Linked DNA regions of Hordeum vulgare: region 2 is linked to region 1. A link is a contact called in public Hi-C data. All regions are on one chromosome and are shown on one strand. Each heading gives the region's core, a stretch centred on a gene start, on an enhancer-like site or on the middle of the called end of the contact. The rest is flanking DNA. Distances are from core to core; before and after follow the strand shown. Region 1 holds the start of LOC123446591 (protein S-acyltransferase 8-like). Region 2 holds the start of LOC123446602 (protein LIKE COV 2-like).

The links. A called contact is a pair of places that touch in the nucleus more often than the background predicts.
Region 2: a Hi-C map of leaf shows a contact between it and region 1, with 4 times the contacts expected there. The contact joins the promoter of LOC123446602 here to the promoter of LOC123446591 in region 1. A contact is called at or near these places in 4 of 6 Hi-C or Micro-C datasets (leaf and seedling) and 1 of 1 datasets of contacts at active chromatin or transcription factors (embryo).

What each region holds. Positions count from the first base shown.
Region 1 is chr1H:473,408,311-473,413,792 of MorexV3_pseudomolecules_assembly, forward strand. LOC123446591 (protein S-acyltransferase 8-like) reads left to right here and starts at 2,744. Exons shown (of 5, transcript XM_045123171.1): 1 at 2,744-2,990; 2 at 3,263-3,448; 3 at 3,554-3,847; 4 at 4,859-5,092. The coding sequence starts at 2,943.
Region 2 is chr1H:473,560,869-473,566,350 of MorexV3_pseudomolecules_assembly, forward strand. LOC123446602 (protein LIKE COV 2-like) reads left to right here and starts at 3,394. Exons shown (of 7, transcript XM_045123186.1): 1 at 3,394-3,631; 2 at 4,634-4,686; 3 at 4,768-4,877; 4 at 5,338-5,482. The coding sequence starts at 3,512. LOC123415708 (ethylene-responsive transcription factor ERF110-like) reads left to right here. Exons shown (of 1, transcript XM_045106751.1): 1 at 1-256.

The DNA of each region.
Region 1 (5,482 bases), core at 1,494-3,993:
AACCAAATGCACAGGTTTTCCTCGAGAAAAAAATGGTTGAGGAGGAGTAGCAGAGGGAGCAGTTTAGCAACCAATTTATTCTCACACGCTCAATCTAATTCCGGGTGTTAAAATATGCTGCTATGTTTTTGCTTGCGGCCGACGACAGGTCAGGCCTGGTCGGTCAAAGAATACGAGCATCATTCGCTCCCGGAACAAGATATCATATCATATCCTGTGTTCGTTTCCATGGATGGATGGATTGACGAACACGCACACGTGCAGCTTAATAATACTCGTAGCAAATCATGCTCCTCGGGGAGCAAAGCCTACTTACTAGGCAGTACCCGAGGCGTAGGCTCTTCTGGTGTCTGTACTGGTGGGCCCACCCGGCCTCACTTCAATGCTCCCCACCGGCCAAGAGGGGCTTGGCTGGCTGGCTGGCTGGGCCGGGTCCACGGCGCAACCGGAAACGCAGCTGGACGGTTGACCGTCCGTGGACCCTTGCGCCTCAACTGCCTGCGTCCGTTTCTTCTGGTGCAGGGGGTCGCTGCGGTGGCGTCGGAGATGGCTTATTTGCGCGTAAACCCCTACGCTAACTTGGATTTCTCTGATTTACTTCCTCCATTTTTAAATATATGTTTTTTTAGAGTTTTCATTAGAAAACTATATACAGATGTATATAGATATACAACAACAACAACAACCAAGCCTTTCAGTCCCAAACAAGTTGGGATAGGCTAGAGTTAAAACTTATAAGATCTTGAAGCCAAGTCATGGCTCTGGAACATGGATAGCTAACTTCCACGCACCCCTGCCCATGGCTAAGTCTTTGTCGATATTCCAAACCTTTAGGTCTCTCTTAACGTACTCCTTCCATGTCAAGTTTGGTCTACCACGACCCCTCTTAACATTCTCAGCACGCTTTATCCGTCCGCTATGCACCGGCGCTTTCGGTGGCCTCCGTTGAATATGTCCAAACCATCTGAGACGATGCTGGACCAGCTTCTCTTCAATCGGTGCTACCCCAAGTCTCTCTCGTATATCGTCATTCCGTACCCGATCCTTTCTTGTGTGGCCACATATCCATCTCAACATGCACATCTCTGCTACACCTAACTGTTGGATATGTCGTCTCTTGGTTGGCCAACACTCCGCGCCATACAACATCGCAGGTCGGATAGCTGTCCTATAAAACCTGTCTTTTAGCTTTTGTGGCACTCTCTTGTCACTGATTATGTCAGAAGCTTGGCGCCACTTCATCCATCCAGCCTTGATTCGGTGGCCCACGTCTTCATTGATATCGCCATGCTTCTGCAACATGGACCCCAAATATCGAAACGTGTCTCTCTCCGGTACCATCTGCCCACCAAGGCTAACCTCTCCAAGATGTATAAAGATATACATTAGAGTATATATTCAATCATTTTGCTTTGTATGTTGTACTTTAGTGAAATCTCTGAAAAGACTTATATCTAGAAACGGCGGGAGTATATGGGAAGGAGACCAGGTAGCAAGAAAATGCCCATTTGGCAAACCAACCTCTTGTTTAATGGTTAGAGAGACAGTTGTATCCTCAGCTCATCAGGATTCAAGTCCTATTTTTGACTTTATTTCAGGATTTTTAACGATGCGCATTCAGCGTGAGGCGACGTTTCCGTCGACGACGAGACGCCTGCGTTAACTAACTAAATCTCAAGATGATATACCGGCTCACTCTTTTAAAGGTGTGCTCATAATGATAGGATATGTGTGTGTGTTTATAGGGATGAATGTATGAGTGTTTATATGAACGTTTGTGTGTGTATATTGTGTAAAAAAATGTCCATTTGATAAAGCGAATGTTTACGCACAAAATAATTGTTTTTTTTTACAAAAGGTCGTTTAAGGGCGTGTTTGATTGATAGCCAAGTTTGTCACCCTTTTTTTTTTTTTGCTAAATGTTGGCAAGCAATAAACACAGTGTGGCGAAAGAGTGTGACAAACATACGTGCACTCGTAGAGCGTTGAGTGGACCATTCTAGCCATGGCCCATCCTTCCCTCTGGTATTTTCTTAATCCACTTCAACAAATGGCCTATTATATGTGTTGAATTGGCCAATTATGGTTGTTGTAGTCCGTGCTTAGTACATGTATGATTTGTTTAGATCTTCTAAAAAGAGTCTGATTTGTTTGGAAAGAATGAATGTCACATTAAACAAAAAGATTCATCAAATGAACACAAAGCTTCCGAGTGGTGAAAAATTAAAACTCTTTGATTTGCATGATTAAAAAAGGAAAGATCTAAAAATAATAGGATTACAATGACATACTCCTCTAAAAAACTAGAGAATCCAAACCTACATGCGCTTGGTCGATTTCATGACACAAGAACTACGAGAACTTTCAACAGGTCGCAAGCCAATCAATTTTTCAATGTGAAACGGAATACAAAGGTGTCACACGGGTTACAATCAGTCTTAAGGATCAATTAAAAACCGCATGGAATACATACAATATATCAAATCTTCTTCTTCCTCTTCTCTTGTAAAATTTATAGGAATCAAACGAGTCCTCAAGTTTTCTTCCGTAGTCCCCTAGTACCCATGAGTTATTTCGGTAAAGACCGAGGGGCCATGTGCAAAACGGAACGCCCTCCCCTCTGTCGTCTTCAGTTCTGCCAGCTTGCTGCATCTCCTCCCCCGATTTTTCTACTGTCCCAAATTCTGAGAAAGGAAAAAAGGCGGCCGTTTTACACCTCACCGCAGCAGCCACCCCCACCCCCACCCCCACCCCCACGCACAGCACAAAGGCGACGCAAGCAAGCAGCAGCAGCAGCTTTTCCTCGCCTCATCTCCCTTGCTCGCGCACCAACTCTTTCAAAATCCCCCCTTTCTCGCGTGCGCGTGTCGATTCCGCCGTCGATTCGGGGGCCGCCTGGATGAGGCGGCCGCGCTGACCGGAGCCGAACCCGCCGCCGCCCCATGGCGCAGCCGCAGCAGCGAGTCTACCAAGCCTGGAAAGGGAATAATGTAAGGATCCTGCCCGTACCTCCGGCCCGTGAACCAGGAATCTTGGTTTCATGATCTGCGCCGTTCCTGCTCGGTTTCTTGGGGGGGAATTCGGCTTCCTGCTCTTTATTTTTGGCAGTTTTGGTGCCTGTATGTGCCTTACTCTCCTTGACAGTTCGGTTCCGGGCATGAACAGTGGCGATTTGGTTCGCTGCCGTGTTGTCGAGGATGTCAAGTATGCAATGCGCGGCTTTGCTGACGGCGCGGCATGGTTTTGGTTTGGCTGTCTGCAGAGGTTCTTCCTTGGAGGGAGATTGATATTCGGGCCCGACGCCAAGTCCCTGCTCGTCTCGGTTGCGCTCATCGTGGTGCCGGTTCTGGTCTTCTGCGCTTTCATCGCGCCGCACCTTCTCCATCGGTTCCCCGACTACAACGCAGGATACGCTATTCCTGCGGTGGCGGTAGGGTTCATGATCTATGTGAGTTCATTGTACCGATTCCTGCAGCCTGTAATCAGCTAATCAGTGAGCATTTGGGGTACTCATCTGAGCATAGCTTCTGTTTTTTCTTATTGTACACTGTAGGTGCTTCTGTTACTGTTGATCACCTCAGCTCAGGATCCTGGCATCGTGCCTCGCGCATCGCATCCGCCCGAGGAGGATTTTGCGTATGGCAATCCATTGGCCGGAGAAACGCCGGGCAGGCTGCAGTTTCCCCGCATAAAGGAAGTGATGGTTAATGGGATGCTTGTCAAGATAAAGTATTGCGATACCTGCATGATTTACCGCCCTCCTCGGTGTTCGCACTGCTCCATATGCAACAATTGTGTGGAGCGCTTTGATCATCATTGCCCCTGGGTTGGACAATGCATTGGTCAGGTACGCTGTATTTTCTGCATGCTGAAAGTAGTGTGACTGCCATTGAAATAACTCTATGCTTTAAGTAATTCAACAAGATCTTGATCCATTTATCCAGATGGATTTACCTTGAGCCAGAGGGAGGGAGATATAACTTTATATGGACTAAATCAGATGGCACAACCATTATAAGACATAATAGTAAGATGGTCACAGCATGATTGTTAACTTAGTCAACAAAAGTGACATGATTAGCATGATTCTTGGTGTCTAGTTACTCAAGAGCACTATCTTCTGGTTAATAGAGGCAAAGGCAAAGAACTTCAAAAAGTATTGTTCTCCTCTGCTGAAGTGTGTGCCCTCCTTAGAATTGTCATGCCTTATCAGTTGTGCAGAATTGCCTTATTAGTCATATCCTTTCTTATCTGCTCTTTGTTACTTAAGCATGAAACGAAACTTACAACATCACAATAATTGATAACACTTGAGGGACAAGTTTACGTTTGAACTTCTATAAGGCACAATGTACACCCATTGTTTATACTTTAGTTCAGTGCCCTGATTAGTTTCATATTTGTGGGATGGCCATTTTACCAAAAGAGAGAAGAATCTGTACTAGGTTACAAACTACAATTTACTTTAGGATATTCCCTAGTTTCCCTTTAAAAAAGGTTAGTACAATACAAACCAGCTGAAGAATCAGCTAGCCTGTAAGTAGCTAGGGCAACTGAATAAAAATCATCAAAATGGTAAATCTCGCTACAACAACAGAGGATTACAGTTGTGATAGGCCCAAAGAGATTTGTGTCCTCTGTCTTCCACTGTCTGCAGTAAATTTTAGAACCCACAAATTTTATTTGTGCTCTAGGTGCCGTATAGGTTATGCACATGCAAGAAACCATTGCTTTGCTGGGAACTAAGAGATACCAAGGACCTTGTTTTTGCTGTAAATGTTTAGGAAATTTTGATTCAGTTTGTATGTTATCACTTTTGTCTCCTGATATTTTATTCTTCCACTTCTACATTGTGCAGCGCAACTACCGATACTTTTTCCTATTTGTTTCTTCCTCGACTCTTCTTTGCATTTATGTCTTTGCCATGTCGGCACTACACATCAAGTTTCTCATGGGCGAAGACTATCCTACAGTATGGAAGGCTTTCAAACACTCTCCAGCCTGCTTGGTGCTTATGATATATTGTTTCATTGCTCTCTGGTTTGTTGGCGGGCTCACTGGATTTCATTCATATCTCATTAGCACTAACCAGGTTAGTTTGCTTACACGAAATTACTCTTTGTTAGTAATTTATTTTCAACCATGAATGCACTTGTTTATTATTCCTTAAATAATTTGTTCTCATTTATATGCTGTTTTCAGCCATGAGTACATAGAATCTGTTATATATTAGAAATACATGGTGGTCTAACCAGAAAAAGATACAATTAGAAAATTTCACAAAAAAGCAAATCATCTAGCAGTTAATTTGGTGGATCTTCTTTCAATCAACTAAGTATAACCATTAGATTGTCGTAACTGCACCCAAGTTCAATGACTGAGGGCCCCATATTATTTCATTATTTGATAGATGTACCAACTCAAACACCACACATTTTGATATATTTCGTAACCTTCATATTTTGTCTCTTTTGTTTTATCC
Region 2 (5,482 bases), core at 2,144-4,643, 150 kb after region 1:
GTACGGCACGCCAGTCGCCAGAGCATTGTAAAATGTTCATCTTTCTTCTTTCGCTTTGTTCGCTTTGTTCATGTTGTTTTATTTGAAAAAACGAAACCGATGGAAGGTTTGGTTCTAGACCAACATCTCCTCGCGTTTTGTCGCTACAAACGCCTTTACCCTGTAATGTAATCATCAGACACATACCTTTTCAGAGAAAATGGAAGAAGGTTGGTCACGCTTGGAGCAAGCAGAAAATAAACCACGTTGTTGATCATATGGTTGGTGGGTCGATTTTTCCGCTTTGGATATCTGTGTCTACATTTAAGAAGTTGGAGATGTGTTGAATATATATTCCCTCCGAATCCGATGCAAAATATGTGTCCAAGTTTTGAATTAAGGTTAAGTTTAACTTTAATTCAAAATTGCGACGCTTATTATGAATCGCAGGAAGTACATTTGTGGTTTTTGGCTCTTTGGCATGAGACTATGAGTTGTGTTAGAGCATCTTCATTTTCAACAACTCCTCTTTCCTCAATAATTTTCAAGCATTGGGGGAACTTGGCCAAAAGAAAACTGCTCCCGCAACTCTCTTTTTCTCAACTAGTAAGTGCGTACGTGTAACACATGTCTTCATCGATATGCATAAGATCTGTAATTTGTATTTGTGAAAATTCTGAAGAAAAAATAGAAGACCATGAAAAGGTTGAAGTGCAACTACAATATGTAGTTTTAAAGCACACCACAAGCTCAACACATAAATTATGTACATGGTTCCAAAACATAACATCACATGAACATGAGTATAAGGAATAATTATGCACGCAAGGAATGTCTCAACTGATGTATACATTAACTAAAACATAGGAGACCTTGCAAATTTATGTTCAAATTTTATGGTAAAGGAACCAAGAGCGGAAACTGAAGTGCTACGATACAGCATTAGGAAAACTATATATATCTTTTGTCTAATATGCTTGAGAAATTTTCGCACAAAATAGGATGTATTGTTAAGATTGATTTCTTTAAACTTTGGTAAGTATATCAAATGCCGACATAAATTGAACACCAATAATCCCTTCATCTTTGAAGAAAAATAGCGCGCGGGGTGCGGTGTATATCAATTTTGAAAAACATTTTGATAGTACATATATAGGCAAAACATGAGCCCACCTCAGGGTAGTTGATCTCCTTGCTTCTTGTTAGCCACGTCAGGGTGTTGTAGGAATGGTCATTATAGGTGTAGTTGATCTCCTTGCTTCTTGTTTGCCACGTCAGGGTGTTTAGGAATGGTCATTGTAAGGCTGGTTGTAATGGGGAGTATCATATACTAGTATCATGTACATGATACTAATATATGATACTACACCCGTAATGCATAGTATCATAGGATAGATCATTTATTATCATGCATGACACATAGTAGCACAACATTTAATATGATACGGTATCATAATATGATACTCAACCATCTCTTTCTTCATTTAATTTTATGTCACCTCATCAAAATTGCTTAGTTGACATGCATGATACTAACTATGGTACTACCATTACGACCAGCCTAATGGGTCGTATCATATACTAGTATCATGCATATGATACTACTCTATGATACCACATCCGTAATGCATAGTATCATATGGTAGTATCATATGATAGTTCATTTATTTCCATGCAAGACACATAGTAGCACAACTTTTGATATGATACGGTATCATGATATGATACTCAATCCTCTTTTTCTTCATTTAATTCTATGTCATCTCATCAAAATTGCCTAGTTGGCACGCATGATACTACCTATGATACTCCCATTACGGGCAACCTTATAGATGTAGTTGTTCTCCTTGATGAACTAAACCTTGGCACCTGTGTCGCCGAATTGCTTCATCAAAAACAATTGTTCTTCTTAGATTACACCCTTAAAGTTAGCAGTGGCATGTCACGATTAATTCACATCCCGTTTTTTATATTTAATTTTATAAAAATATGTAATATTTAATTTCAAAAAATATATCTTTTCCAAAAGCATAACAACAAACAACACGGTTAGTGAGTCTCGGGTTATCATGGACGAAATATCTTCTTCAAACTTCTTGCAAGGCAACGTAAGTGTAATACTCATGGAAAAGCTTGGTTTGAGAGCTCAACTAATTGTATCTTTGATATAATGTGAAACATACAGATACAAAGGGCAAATTCATTTTGAGGTGAGCTCGACGGTTCAAATGCATTCTTTTAGCAAAGCTCGACGGTCCAAATGTAAACGGTACAACACGGATGATTTCGACAGTAAAAAATTATAACCTCTTTCCGCCGTCATCGATTTACCCAAACTGTGTAGCCGAATAGATAGCCGGCCCACCGGCCTCCTCGTCTTTCTTGCTCTCGAGTCCACAACAAATGTACACGGGTCCGATGAGAAAGGATATGACTATCACCACGTCCCAGAAAACCCTACACGCCATAACTATCGGGGCGCCCCACGAAAAAACCACGCCATCGAATACACCTGGCAATGGGCAGCCCGATCCAACCTGGTAAGAAAATCCTAGGCCGGGTCAGGCCTAATCGTTCCATCGGGTGGGGCTAGAGCCTGGACATCAAGCCCTATAGTCGGACTAGACCGGGCTCAAGCTTGAGCAAAACTACTTTTAACCGCAGTCGGCCCGTATCAAGCTTTTTCGGGCTTAGGCCTGGTTTTCAGCAGCAACTTTTTCTCGACCCGGCCCGAAGCCTGGCATATGGCCAGGTATACGTCACCGAGTTATAGCTGGCCAAACAGGCCGACCCGTGAGCCCGTCGGCACGGCCCGTCATGTGTGAGGCCTGACACGACTTAAACGGGCCGTGTCACGCACGCAATCCATCTCGGGCCGTGCCTGGGCCTAAAGGCTGGGCACGCGGGCTGGCACGACACGGTCCGTTTACATTTTTATTTACATATTTTTATATATACAACGTATAAAATAGCCCAATAGATTAAAATCGACCAAAAACTACGTGAAAGCAGCCTAAAATCCTGGGTGACGTGCCGACGCACCGGTCCACTTAGCTCATGTATCGTATTTGGACCGGAAGGCTGCACACGTGGGCCGGCACGGCCAGCTGATATTCGTGCCTTCGCTGGCCGTGCCGGGCCGGCCCGTTTGCGCAGGTATCACCGAGTCGGTCCCCGGCAACCGACCGCCCGCGCGACGGATTTGACCGTGACCCGCGCCGCCGCCCGCAACCCGCATCCTCCTCCTCCTCCCACAGCTGGGCCCACTTTATCTCCCGGGCCCAACTTCTCCCTCCTGAAACTCAGTGACAGGTAGACCCCACGGCACCGCCCAACCGCGCGGGCCCCACGCTACCGTGGGGCAGTTCGGTCACTCCACGACGCGTCCCCCCTCCGTACTCCGCCCGCCACCAACCGCCTCCTCCTCTTTCCGCTGCTGCCGTCACACTAGCTAACGAAACCATCGCGGCCTCCCCCCGTCCTCACCCAGCCTGCCTCGACTCCGGCCCCTCCGCCGCAACCTCCCGCCGCAATGCCGGAGGAGAAGGAGTACGTCGCCGTGCCCATGGGCCAGGCGCCGGAGCCCGCGGACCCCGAGGACCCCGTCAAGTCGCCGCCGCGCCCCACCTCGCCGGCCACCTCCACCCGCAAGGTACCGCGGATCGATCTATACCCTACTTCTTCTCCCTGTCGCCCTGCTGCTGCTGCTGCCCCCGCGACGCGATGCGGCGCGGCTTGTAGTTAAAACGTGAACCCTCGTGGTCTGCTTGCTCGGATCTGGCCGCCGCATCCGCTGCCGCCTTCTGATCGAATCCAAGGATTCTGCCATCTGGAACTAGTTTCCAGGGTTGACTCTGAGGGTTCGATTGGTTGAGTCGGCTCTTGTTACTTCGTCGTGCGTGTTGTCTACTATTGGTCAGAGATGTTTAGGCCGTTACAGTTTGAGAAATTGACTGCATCAGTGTCAGCCCTATACTCCTATTCGAGGTAGAGATAGTTGTGTTACTTCGGAGCTCCAGCCCGTGCGCACCAGATGCCTGTGTTCGACAAACCTGCTATTCATGATGCACGCCGCAATTTTAACCTGGCAAAACTGAATTTAATAAGTTTTAGACGGATCTCGCCTCATCTTGCATGTAAGGACCTCCTTTAACTTTGGCCAGTGCCATGTGCTTGGCATGATCTTGATTTTATGCATGCAGTAGGTGCATTTATTCTATTTTCTCATAAATAGCAAATGCATATGAGTAGTGGCCTTACAGGTTATAGTTTTGTTAGAGAATACGCAAATAACAATAGGAATTTGACAACTGCAATTAGTTAACTGCCCCATGCTGTTGGTCTTTGAAACCCCCAAACTTGTAATACTGGCACTAAAATTTGACAGCATCCTCTGGGCAATCGTGCTGCTTAAACATTTTGGCAGTCTGTGCATATTCTCCCATCTTGAAGTGTCATTTAGTAAACCATCGGTTCTTAGGTACCAGAGTAGAAAGATTGTTCAAGCAAACTAGACAGCACTCAAACCCTGTATAGTCACGTTACATTCTTGTTCTATTTTCTCATTTGACCTGAACAAGTTGTACTTCTCTGCATGCTATGCTATATTTTTTTAAACTAGTTATTTCATACTTAACCTGCTACACTTCAATAGGCATGCTTCGCCGTCCTTCAAAGCTGGGTGTCAAGAAAGTTTATGACTGGATGGTATGCTTTGCACGAACTGATTCATAGAAGTTGCAAAGCCTGTAAATTAGCCTTGCCTAATATTCTCTTTTTTGTTTGCAGTGTGGTTATTTTCCCAATGGCTGTGACATTCTTCATCACTTTGTGGTTTATTCGATTCTTCGACGGTTTTTTCAGTCCACTCTATGCAAAGCTTGGATTCGACGTATTTGGTAATTGTTCCACAGATACTTCTGTCTAGCCACTTGTTGGTCATGGTAAAATTGCAGTATTAGAGAACAGCAATACATATTTACTCCTTGCTTGTATGCCATATAGTGGTATAGACTTAGGTAGACTTTTTTTTTTCTACATTGGCTCCTTGCTTGTCTTTTATCTAGATTTAATCTCCAAAAGGATCTAACACATGTGAATTTGAGTTAAGAGAAATATGTGTTTGTTTTTGTGGGACTGCTAAGATTAGTTAGTTTATATACCGCTCTTTTTCTTGTAAGATAGAAAGATTGGTGCCGAGCGCTTGATAATGCCAGTAACTGAGATCCTCTGAAATCATTTGGTGCATGAGGAAGAAGCAGCCTCAGGCTATTAAAACAAACTGTCATTACTTGATTCTACCGACAAATATTCATGATTTGCTTCAATACTGAGTAATATATTTTTTCTTGATTTCAGGCCTTGGGTTTGTGACATCTCTTGTATTCATATTTATTGTTGGAATATTCGTGTCATCATGGGTGGGCTCAACTGTCTTCTGGGTTGGAGAATGGTTTATAAAGAAAATGCCATTTGTAAGGCACATATATTCTGCATCAAAGCA